Regions from separate parts of the Mus musculus genome. Here region 1 is linked to region 2. Evidence: chromatin contacts called from public Hi-C data. All regions are on one chromosome and are shown on one strand. Each heading gives the region's core, a stretch centred on a gene start, on an enhancer-like site or on the middle of the called end of the contact. The rest is flanking DNA. Distances are from core to core; before and after follow the strand shown. Region 1 overlaps Lrrc3b (leucine rich repeat containing 3B). Region 2 overlaps Nek10 (NIMA (never in mitosis gene a)- related kinase 10).

Region 1 (6,190 bases), core at 114-2,613, 500 kb before region 2:
GTCTAGAGGAGTCTACTGAGGAAAGATCCATTCTTCCATCTCCTTAGGTGCCAATACTCACAGTGTTTCCAAGGATTGCCACATTAGCATGTAGAACCAATAGATATTTAATGAGCTGGTTTTTTAGTTAAAAATCACCTTGCTTCAGTCAGTGACAGTATTTATATCTTCCCATGTGCCAGTCACCATGTAGATAATGGGCACACATCCAAGAAGGGTGATAATAACTATAACTGGCAAGTACTGCACTCTTACTGCTGATCGATTACCTCATATAATTCTCAAATCAACTTCATAATTAAGTGACTTTGTAATATTGAATCAATAACAAAGAATGATATTTAAAGGGGTCCAATAATGCTAACAAAGACTAAAGCTGGACCTCACAGTGCTTGTACACTATTTATTGTTGTTCCCACATAAGAAAGCAAACTTCATATTCTCAAGAAACTTATACTCTGAATTAGGGAACACATATATTCAGAAAGCAATCAAATTAAGAAAAATGCAAGAAGGCGCTGCAAAGTTTGCCACCTTTCAGTTAATCTGTGTCTGAGACAGAGTTGAAGGAAGTCACTTGGTTGATGTGGACTTCCTCTAGTTTCACCAAACAAACTCTCTTATCTTTTCCCCTCCTGTCATCCCTAGTCTGTAATTCTGCGTCCCCTTCTGTTTGTCTGCACGCCCCTCCTTTCCCTGCTCTTTTGGTTTCTCTCCCATACAGATAGATATTAGAGACTAACAAATGTCACAGTGTAGTTTCAAAGGTGTATATGGGAGGGAGGCAAGGATGGGTGACCACAAATGAAACCAGCTATTGACAGAGGGATCGGTGCATCTGAGTAGCCTTGCTTTATGTGTTCTGGTGTTTGGTGGATTCAAGGAAAGCATGAACGTGCTCATTGCCCAGTGTGTCTGGGCTCCTCCCTTCTTGCTTTCTGACACTGTAAGCATGCAGGACTCCAAAAGCACATCCACACCACTCTTCTGCTGTTAAGCGAGTCTCCCCAGGATTAACAACTCAGTTCATTATGTTTCCAGATCACATTAATCATCTTTTCTGGGAGTTTGGAAACATTTGGAGTCATTTCTCTATGAATTTATCCATCTGGGATCTTTATAAAAGATATGTTCACACAGTCATTTGTTGCTCACTTAAGAAGCTATTTGCTGCGCTCTGCTGAGAGTGTTGTTCCCAATATCCTGAAAGGAAACGTCTGAAGTCAAATGTGGCTTCTTCACCATTCAGGGGCCCCTCAGTTGAGCTCAGTGAGGTTTTTAACAAAGAGCAAGACCCAGAGCATAGAGGTTCTAGTTCCAACATAATAGTGTTGAGAAGTTCAAAGGCGGTGTTCTGTGCAGCCTGCCTGCACTCCTAGAGCAGATGGGAGTGGAGGAAGCTGTGGGGGCTGTGGAAAGGAGGTGAGATGGATGAGTCAGAGCAAAGGTCCAGGCAGGATTTCTGGCTTTACTCCTACAGGCTATGTAACCTTAGACAATTCACATAGTCTCTCTAAGATCCATTCACCCCTCTGTAAACTACTATCATAGGGTAGTTCTATATGCTGGCTTTTATTCTCTCCTCTGCTCTCTGCTGTTGAGGAAACTGTATAAATCGGCTAGTACCACTTAATTTTGCAATTTCCACACCTCTTTTCAAAACCAACAGTGTGTGTGTATATGTATGTGTGTATACATATAAAATATATAATACATGTATGAAAGAAAATCATCTATTGAGTAATTTCCATGGCTGTTACTAACAATAAAATGTGTGTGTCTGTGTGTGTGCATGTGTGTGTGCATATGTGTGTTTATACTATGTATAAACATATGTGTGTTAATTACACACAGTATATAATACTATATATATAAACATATATGACACATACGTGTACACACATACGTATGTGTGTGCATTTGCCTGTGCATGCATGTGTGTGTGTGTGTGTGTGTGTGTGTGTGTGTGTGTGTGTGTGCATCTGCAAAAGAATAAATATCCTATTATGGATGTCCTAGAAGCCAGTATTTCTTAATTATCTTCTGTTATATAAAAAGCCTTAAAGCCATGTGCCCTGTTTGAATTGAGCTGAAGATGTGTTGTTTAGGAAACAGACAGAGAATCCTTTAGGATACACTGTGAGCATCCTCCCAGGCACAGTATAGTCTTAGGAGCCTGGAAAGTAAGCAATTCCTGTAAAGGCTTTTGTTCGTTTGCCTCAGGCAATATTGTGCAGGGAAGCTCTGAGGCACGGCCCAATTCTTAAGTCAGATGTTTCTTTAGAGACAATATTCTGCATTGAATATCTTCTGAAAGCCCACGACAGACATTTCTGTCTGTGATCATTATCCTTGAAATATAGGTTCTTTCTGCCCACGTGAAGGACTGGCTTGAATAATGCCTCTGGTACTGTAGGAAGCATAAAAGGCACAGTTAAATTGTATTGCCTTAGAAGGGTCCAGGAGAGGAGTACAAGAGATGGTAGAAGTTTGTTCTAATTCTGCCCTGGCTGAAAACCAGGTAACGGGATGTGGAAATGTTGGCCTCTGTTGAATCCTCTCCCCAGCCTTGGGACTTTCAGTTGGAGATTCCCATTACACAGGAAATTCCCAGTGGCCTTGATGGAAATTACCTGCCTACCTCACCTTCTTGCCCCTACTTTAGGTGGACTCCTGAGGGCACTTTTTAATTGCCATGCATGTCTCCTCACAGAAAAGCTAATTGCATCTGCTTTCCTTTCCTTTAGGTTCCCAATCAAGGACAGGAATAATGAAGAAGGCTGTGTGCTAGCTGCATCCTTTTGAACCACCCAGGAAGGAAATCCAGAGTGTGGTCAGGGGCAGAACACATGCAACCCTTGGAGTGAATGAGGAATGGACTCGTGATTATGCAGAGGTTGCAGGATGAATCTGGTCGACCTGTGGCTGTCCCGCTCCCTCTCCATGTGTCTCCTCCTCCAAAGCTTTGTACTGATGATACTGTGTTTTCATTCTGCCAGTATGTGTCCCAAGGGCTGCCTTTGCTCTTCCTCTGGAGGGTTAAATGTCACCTGTAGCAATGCAAATCTCAAGGAAATACCCAGAGATCTCCCTCCTGAAACAGTTTTGCTGTATTTGGACTCCAATCAGATCACATCCATCCCCAATGAGATTTTTAAGGACCTCCATCAACTGAGAGTGCTTAACCTGTCCAAAAACGGCATCGAGTTTATTGACGAGCATGCATTCAAAGGAGTAGCAGAAACCCTGCAGACCCTGGACTTGTCTGACAACAGGATTCAAAGTGTGCACAAAAATGCCTTCAATAATCTGAAGGCTAGGGCTAGGATTGCTAACAACCCATGGCATTGTGACTGTACTCTCCAGCAAGTTCTCAGGAGCATGGCATCCAATCATGAGACAGCACACAATGTGATTTGCAAGACATCAGTGTTGGATGAGCACGCTGGGAGACCTTTCCTCAATGCTGCCAATGACGCTGACCTGTGTAACCTCCCTAAAAAGACTACTGACTATGCCATGCTCGTCACTATGTTTGGCTGGTTCACCATGGTGATCTCTTATGTGGTGTACTACGTGAGGCAGAATCAGGAGGATGCCCGGAGACACCTTGAATACTTGAAATCCCTGCCAAGCAGGCAAAAGAAGGCAGATGAGCCTGATGACATTAGCACTGTGGTATAGTAGCCATGCTGGCTGGCACTGGGAAGGGAGCTTCTGTTTGTAGGAAAATAAGTGATTCATTTCCCCCTTCATTGTACACATTTAAAACTTTGTATTTTAGTTTCTTTGGAATCATGCCACTGTTGAACTTTACACAAACAACACTAATAATTTTAGTTTAGGTGATCTCCCCCCCCCCCATTAATTGTGACCTCTGGTTCCTGAGTAACAAACTCTCTGAACATTAGTTAGACCCATCTCACTATTTAATAATGAAATTTATTTTTTTAATTTAAAACTGAATAAAAGCTTAACTTTGAACCATGGAAAACAGTGTGCCTTATTGGTTAAGACACAATATAGTCAGTGCACTTGCACCGAAGTAAAACAGACAGCCCTGTGACGGTAAGACTATCTCATTAAAAGATGATGTGTCATTCGGCCTCATTGCAGTCTGGGGAGCCAGAGCTAAATTGTTGATCAGTTAAGAATCTGCCAGATTTAGCTAGCCAAGATGTTTATACAGATGTATTTCTCGAGGACTTGAGTGTATTAGAATGTCTGCTGGCAAGCATCTACTTTTCTAAACGGGTAGGTCAGACATGCTTCTACTCTGTGATGGATGAAATGGGAAAGTAAACAATGCCATGAATCTTATCCTCCTGCTGGCCTTTTGGTGGGCAGGAGTGTGTGGTGAATCCAGGAAGAGTTAGGCTTGGGAAGGAGGCAAGCACGCCCTCAGCGGACGCTCTGTGTGGGTATCCGGATACTGCTACTGTCCATACCTCTCACCACCAGAGGAAAAAGTGAACACTGGCCGTGCATATAAAACAGAGGTCCAGCCACCAGCCAGGTGTTAGAGCTTGAGTTTGAACTAGGTCTTTTCTGTTTTGTTTTGTTTGGTTTGGTTTGGTTTTTTTCAAGTCAGGGTTTCTCTGTGTAGCCCTGGCTATCCTGGAACTCACTCTGTAGACCAGGCTGGCCTCAAACTCAGAAATTCGCCTGCCTCTGCCTCCCAAGTGCTGGGATTAAAGGCGTGCACCACCATGCCCGGTGTACCAGGTCTTTTCTAAATAGAGGTATTTCATTGATAATCCTTTCAAGTTGGTTTACAAATGCAGAGTTTACATGATTAAAATGACCAACATGAAATTGAATGAATTTTGTTACTATATGCTCCTGCATATCTGCCACACAAAGGAGATAGTCTGACTCAACTATGGGCAGAGATCCTGGAAGCACATTTGACTTCTGTAATGGGGAGTGATGGCCTTGTTTGTTTGTTTGCTTGCTTGCTTGCTTGCTTGCTTGCTTGCTTGCTTGCTTGTTTTAGGATGAATGTGTCAGGTAAGCATGGAGGGTCAAAGCCATGGGAGCATAGGGACAAAGATGTGGAAGTGAAGGTAGAGAGTAAGATACAAGTCCCAACCCTATGGTGACTTCACACTGAAGAATGTCATAATCTGTTATCCCATGCCACTGATGGAACACTTACTATGCATTAGTAGTTTTCTAAGTTATCTTAGTTAATGCTTCGGAAGCTCTATGAGATACTTCTATATAATAGGCCCAGAACCCCAGCAATTTTGGAAAGCATAGCATATGCACAAATATTAAGTTTTGAGAGATTTGAAAATTGTATACGTCTGCACATGACATACACTCTGACATTCATGTCCTGCCATTCTGCCACAGACTCAACTATACAAGGTAGCTGGTTCCTCTGGCACATTGGTTTACAGAAAATTACATGACAATTCCATTTAAAACCAGAGGGGAACTTCTGTGTATAAGGCCCCTCGAGGAAAGAAGCTAGAGTGCCCCAAGTGAGGCACAGGGCCCTATCTAACCTACAAGATACTGTCTTCAGGATGTTAAAACTCAGTTTCATCCCCCTTGAAGGCCGGGAGTGCTGACTGTAACCATAGTCTGTTGAAAGGCCTGCTGAAAAAATCAATAAGACACTCAGAGCAGTGGTCACTGTGTGCTCACACCGTCTTTAGCCATCCCAAGAAGTCTAGCCAAAACACAAAGATAACTCTCAGATGTGAGACTTGGGATGTGGGCCTAGAACTGCTGTATCCAGGGAGACTAAAGTCAGATGGCCTGCATTGCCTTTGGTTTGGAGACAGTTAGACCCATACTGAGGAGACAGCGCCGCCTGGAGGACAATGCTAAAATGCAGTGTAAGTACTAACTGGAAAGAGGCAATAAAGGTTTAGCTCTAACAGTTTTGAAAATTTAACAAAAGTATTGTGTTTATCTGCATGTATGAGTCACATTCATTTTGGAAAATCTTCCAGAGGTGGATAAGATAATCCATTCCAGGTCATTCCTTCCAAAATCATCTTCATGCTCTTAGTAATGAAATGTTATTTTCCTCGTGGCCAATCCATTAGTCCAATAAATTGTCTTATAAAGGAAAGGTCTCTGAGGACTTGGTGAGAAGAGTCACATACTATACTTGAAGTAATGAAAAAGAGTTAAATAACCACACATTTGGTTTGCAATTCCTCATGTAGAATTG
Region 2 (6,051 bases), core at 2,218-4,717:
ATTACATAAATATAACCTATTCAATCTGGATAACATTACTTGTATCTTGTAACATTACAGAAAATCACAACTAATCAAAATGTCAAATTGTAGAGCCCAGTCCCAATTGTAGAAGAGGGGGAGAAAGATTCGTAAAAGTCAGAAAACCAGGGACTTTGCTGTGAGACTGTGCTTCCTAAGAATGTTAGAAGCTACACTCACGAAGCAAACATAATTGAAGAAAGACAACAGAAGACATCAGAAATCAAACCGGGAAAGTCCAGGAGCCCTCAATCCCACACAGATTACTACTAGCTCCTAAGGAATTCTCAAAGAGGAAGACACAGTCTCCCAGGGAAGAGCAAGCAATTGGTATCCAATACCAAGTGACCAGGTTTTGTTGGTGGTGGCTTGGGGGTTTTTTCTTGTTTTGTTTTTTTAATGTATCCCTTTATCATCAATTGCTCTAGAACTTGCTGTGTTCCATAGCATCTTTATACAGAATTCATAGACAAGCCTGCACTCTAGTAGTGTGCTCTCAAACATTCTTTTACTGTAGGAATCTCAGAAGCAACCTGTGTAGAGACTAAAAGTCTACATGAAGAGTGTCTCCCCTTTGTAGCTAGTTAACCATACATATCCCAAACAAGAGGAAAAAGGCTCAGGGGAAAAATAGATTATCACTCTGAACTAAAAAGTAGTTAACCATGGAGAGTTAGAAAAATAAATATAGGGTAAAAATAAACCTTCTAATTTAGAGGGGAAAGTTTTAATTACTATTATTAGTATTGTTATTAGTATTTATTTTTTACTTATTCATTTATTTTTTGGAAACGAAAACTACATAGGACTGGCTAGCCTCAGATTGAAAGAAATCTACCTGCCTCTGCCTTTGTCTGTCTGTCTGTCTGTCTCTCTCTCTCTATCTCTTTCTTCCTGCCTTCCTGCTTCCTTGCCTCCCTGTCTCTGCCCCCTCGTACTTCCCTGCCTCTGCCTTTCTGCCTCTTCTTCTGCCTCTGCCTCTCTCTGCCTCTCTGCCTCTCTGCCTCTCTGCCTCTCTGCCTCTCTGCCTCTACCCCTGCCTCTGCCTCTCCAGTGCTGAAGTGCCCCCTAACTCTGTCCTAATCAATGAAATTTAATTTACTGTTATCTGCCTTTCTGCTACAGATGAAAACACCAACCAATGAAACAAACAGCTATGTCAAAGGATACAAGTCGCTGTGTTTGTAAAGCCCTGCAAGTCTGACACCTTTAAGACAGACTGAGATAAAGTAGTCCAAAGCAATGTGCTCAATGTGTTAATCAGCAAAGCTTCTGTTTATGAGGTAGAAAGAAAAACTCAGAAAGCATTAATTGAGGAGTTAAATTAAACACAGAAGCATCCTAAGAGTACTGTATCTCTCATATGAGCAAAACAGTCATTTAGAACAGTATTTCCATTATCCAATATTGTGCAAACATTATTGTCTCAGGGATATGGAAAGTAATTATAATTTAACAAAAGAATTTTGCTTATTGAGTTTTTTGCTATTGCTGTTTTTTGGTTTGGTTTGGTTTGGCTTTTTGAAAAAAAGTTTGGTTAAGGCTAGCACCAACTTACTATGTCACTGAAATTGGCCTTGAACTCCAGATCCATCTGCCTCCACCTTCCAATGTGTGCAAACCAATACCCAGCTCAAAAGTTAATGAAATATAAAAGTTCATTTCCTCAGCCACAGGGGCCACATTCCACTTGCCCAAGAGTATCATGTGGCTAGTGCTTACTCACTCCACTGGACAACTCAGAGAAAACATTTCCATCTATGCCAAAAGTTCTACTGACAAGCACCACCACTCTGAAATGGGGTGCATTTCTCAACTGACATTCAGAACTTCTTCAGTTAAAAAGTTGAAGACTTTTATACTTACTAACTGTCACTTTGTCCTTATCTCCCAGCATAATGTTGTTTGGCGTGAGATCTCTGTGAACAATCCTCTTCTCCTTGTGCAGATACCGAAGAGCTAAGCACAGCTTGAAACAAGAATGGAAGCAAATTTGATTCCTGCCATATACGTAACCAACAGTGTATCTCTAAGGTAGCTCAGAACTTTGTTGTATAAAGAAAATTTCAATGAAGGGTGTAGTGTACCTGTATAAATATTTTCCACAGTCGCTCTTCACTGAAATGGTGATGTTTTTCCTTCAAAGAATTAAAGTGCTCTCCAAGTGGGGCTCCTTCTATCAGCTCCATAACGATATACAACCTGTCATCTATGCAAAAGCAAAAAGGAGTCACAGAAATGTAAAGTCAGTATAAAGCCCTGGAAAACCTTCACAAATTAGAACCCGGGCTTTCCAAGGAGTGTTGGAGCACAAAACGGAAAACTTAGTGTCAGGATCCACTGAATGCTGGCAGAGCACAGAGCTGCCCTTGGGGCAGTCACAGCCTAGCAGCAACTTCCTCTGACTCCAGACTTTCTCCTCTCTGGCAAGCATAATCATTTTCTGCTTATACCATAGAATGCCTGAACCATGTCAAAGACAGTAAGCCAACTGTCTCAAGTCACGAGGCCTGCCTCTTAGTACCTCGGATCAAATAAGACGTTCAGAAAACCGCATTATAAATTGCATTTTGTATGGTGACATAGATTATGTCATACAAACTTACCCACGGATCACGCTATGATGTTGCAATAACACAGACTAAAGCACCTACCCATGACAGAGATTACTGCTAGGCCCCTCTCGAGTAGAGAGACCTGGACTCTGATTTTATGTTAGGGTTTACAAGGGTTTAGCACTGTTTGGGTTTTTGGTTTTCTTGTTGCTGTTTTTGTTCTCTGAATACACTCCTTTAAAGCCAATTTGAACTACTAATAATGATATGTGACATGTGTCTTTTCTGACTGTTGGACATACACAAAATACACACATACACAATCTGCCTGCAAAGGACAGACATCTCCCATCCTGCCCACTGGCTTCTCCACCAGTCTCACACTGCAGCATGAATGTAAGCACACTGTTCTTCCTGTTGCCTTTCACAGGATTGCAAAAATGAATAAACCATATAGCATCTCTCTTACGGACATTTATAGATTCCCAAGTTTCACCATTCCAAGAAATACATATTGCCTGCACTATGCTTAGCTGTTTGTTTTCATTTTCTCAAATTATAGTCTTCTTCATCATAGTTTATAACTTGGTAATATTATACATATTTTAAGTTTCCTTCAATTTATTTTGGAAGTCGTCAGGTTAAGTGTTTTGTTTTTGTAATGACTTGTACTTACTTCAGTCTAAGTCAGGAACTAAATCTGATAGCTTTAATTACAGGAATAATCCCGATATTAAGAACTAGCACGTAAGGAGGAAGGAGTCCATCTAAATCACTTAAAGAAGGGAAATGGGTAAAAACATAGCAATTGAGCTGCATACAGAACAGCTTCTGTTTAGTATTGAGACAGGGTCTCTCTATGCAGCCATGCCCAGCCTGAAACTCACTATGTAGATCAGGTTGTCCTCAAACACACACAGTCGGCCTCTGCCTCTCAAGTGCTGGGATTAAAGGACTGAGTCACCATGCCCGGCTAATACTTCAGGATTTTATGCTACAGATGGTTAAGTTCAATACTTCCTTCACTTGTAAACAAGCGACTGAGTTTGGCTTTGTTTGACTGTGCTCTCCATCCCACAAGCAGGAAACAAGCCAGCCAGCCTGCAGGCTCAGCCAGGACTCTGGCGCCACCTGGTGGCATCTACTGAAATTTGTGAGAAAAAAAAAAAAAAACCTTGAAGGCGGAGTCCAATCCATTTTATTAGGGGTGGAAAATGCCACTAGATGCTGCTGTGAGCTTGCAAAAAGAAAAATAAAACATCATGCTTTAGTTCTCTTTTCTCTTTTTCTTCTACAGTTCCTTTTCTGTACAATAATTTAATTATTTTTGTTTATTCACACTGTGCCTCTATATAATACAGATCAAAATATTTTAAGTATTCTCAGGTCATCAATTAAAAAATTATTTTACTGCTTAAGAAAGCAATGCCTAATAATAAAAGCCAGTAGAAAATAGCTGAATGGGTTTATTTTCTGCCAACATAATATAAATGTATATAAATAACAAACATATGTTTCCTTACTTAGAAAGCAATTCATACTTACTTTCCAAAAATGTTTTATAATAACGTACAACATTGGGATGATAAAGCTGTAAGAAAACAAATAGCAAACACTTATCAGACTCTTCAAAACACAAGCTTTTGTACACTGAAGTTTCATCTAAGACTGCCAGCTGCCATTTAAGGTTTTAAATGACTTTTTTAAGTTAATGAAAGAGACAGTGTCCTCCATGCCTTTGTGAACCAGGCTAGAAGATGCTGCACTTCCTAATGGGCAGTGGACAGGTTTAGGACTGATCAGTTCCTTAACGATTCCCTTAGCATGCTCTGCCCCAGGGTTGGGCCTCAGCTACACAGGGAGGGAGAAAGTTCTAAAAAAGAAAAATGGTGTAAAATGTCTCCAACTATTTATTTAGAATGTAGTTTCTAGGTAAAGTGTCTTGTTTCAGAGGAATTGCCATGATGTCTATAAATGGTTTGTGCCTCTGAGTGTCCCTCTGAGTGGGGCCCACGTAGCTGCTACTCACACCAACCCAGCGGTCTCAGGGTTATCAGCAGCAGAGTAGCCAGGATGTGGCTTCCCAGGCAGCAGTGACATTTGTCTGTCCCTCAGCCCTGGAAGTGTCCTTTCTGCTGCTTTTCCCACTTGGGATGGGAAGGTGTCACCAGCAGTTGCATGGAACAGGGAATAATGCCAACTTGTGCCATTCTCTAAGCCTGGTAGTTCGAAGCCTCTGTGCTGTGCTCATTGTCACCTCTTAGCAGACAGGGTCTCTCACTCCCGTACCTATGGCTTCTGTATTCCATGACATCCTTCTTTTTGGTTCAGGTGGCTCCCACAGGAGGGACAATCTTCAGTGACATCAAAATCTAAACTGTGGCACCCTGATTGGCCTCTTCTGGACCCTTTTTCTTAGGAAACGCACTTAAACAAATTAGCACCCAAATCAACTAGCAAGTGGGGACAGGATGAGTTTCTGAACGGATGGGATGGCTTCTTGCGATCTAATCCATTAGTGGTGACTTTTGTTGTAACTTAGTGATGTCAAACTATAGGTTTCAATGAATAAAGACCATGTTTGTGACACCAAGCAAACATGACTGCAGGGCGCAGTGAGGCTGGCAGCTTCCTAGAACTTAGAAACAGAAATGCACAAACAAGGAGAGCTGGGAAAGGAACCAGCATCTTCTCGGATTACAGAAAGAATTCCCATTTCTCGCCTGCGCTCCGTTTTCCTCCAATACTCCTTCATAATGACAGCTAATTGAGCGATTATGTCACATATTCATGATAATAAAAATAACCCAGAAGACAGTGGGGCCCACCCCTAATCTCAGCACTTAGGACAGGGAGCCAGGAAAGGGGGGGGCGGGTCCTGAAGGTCAGTCTGTACTACAGAGCAGGGCTAAGACCAGCCTAGACTACACAAGCCTGCTCTAGAAAGGGGAAATGAAACAAAACCTACATTTTAGATTTAATAAGCCAGACTTGAGGGGTGTCAACAGGTTGGCTTTAGCTGACTGAAGTTGGAGGGTGGTCTTTCTCAAATTCCCAGCACTCCATTAAGGGTGTCTTTCTCCTGTTCCTATGCAGTAACTCAGTAGCTAAGCATACATGGTGTGTTCTGGTTTGTAAGCTCAACTGTTTTGCATCCAAGGCCCTGCTATAAACTCCTAAAAGAGTTTCCATGACTCAATAACAAGCTTTAGGAAAAACACTGGCAAAAATATCACTGCACCAATGTCCAGTATTTCATACCGAACTGATTTATAAACGGCATGGACAAGAACAGCAGCAGAGCTCAGCTTCAATGACATTTATATCAGAGACATCTCAGAAATAAGACAATATTTACCTGCTCCTTAATTATTGTTAATTCAGAAACAATGTTCTTGACACTGCTGTCTCGGTCTTTCTTATCCTTTCCAAATGCTGGGTTATGCAAATTGACCTCCTTCATTGCTAAAAGATT

What was found. Hi-C and Micro-C count contacts between places; a contact is called where the count stands out from the background.
Region 1: a contact with region 2 is called in a Hi-C map of cerebellum, with 2.8 times the contacts expected there. The contact joins two enhancer-like sites. A contact is called at or near these places in 1 of 15 datasets of contacts at CTCF or cohesin (large pre-B cells) and 6 of 484 Hi-C or Micro-C datasets (CD4 T cells, the P5424 cell line, cerebellar granule neurons and 3 more).

What each region holds. Positions count from the first base shown.
Region 1 is chr14:15,355,319-15,361,508 of GRCm38.p6, reverse strand. It overlaps Lrrc3b (leucine rich repeat containing 3B), which reads left to right. Exons shown (of 2, transcript NM_146052.4): 2 at 2,748-3,994. The coding sequence starts at 2,905. The coding sequence ends at 3,684. Among named protein-coding and RNA genes, the nearest start is that of Gm31577, 37 kb to the right of the region's middle. Within about 2 kb of position 1,363, at least 9 of the 459 cell types and tissues checked have an H3K27ac peak or open chromatin away from gene starts, as enhancers often do. A contact at or near this core is called in cerebellum, where this site is marked.
Region 2 is chr14:14,861,572-14,867,622 of GRCm38.p6, reverse strand. It overlaps Nek10 (NIMA (never in mitosis gene a)- related kinase 10), which reads right to left. Exons shown (of 35, transcript NM_001195229.1): 18 at 5,935-6,051; 19 at 4,122-4,167; 20 at 2,109-2,230; 21 at 1,888-1,990. Among named protein-coding and RNA genes, the nearest start is that of Nek10, 44 kb to the right of the region's middle. Within about 2 kb of position 3,467, at least 64 of the 459 cell types and tissues checked have an H3K27ac peak or open chromatin away from gene starts, as enhancers often do. A contact at or near this core is called in cerebellum, where this site is marked.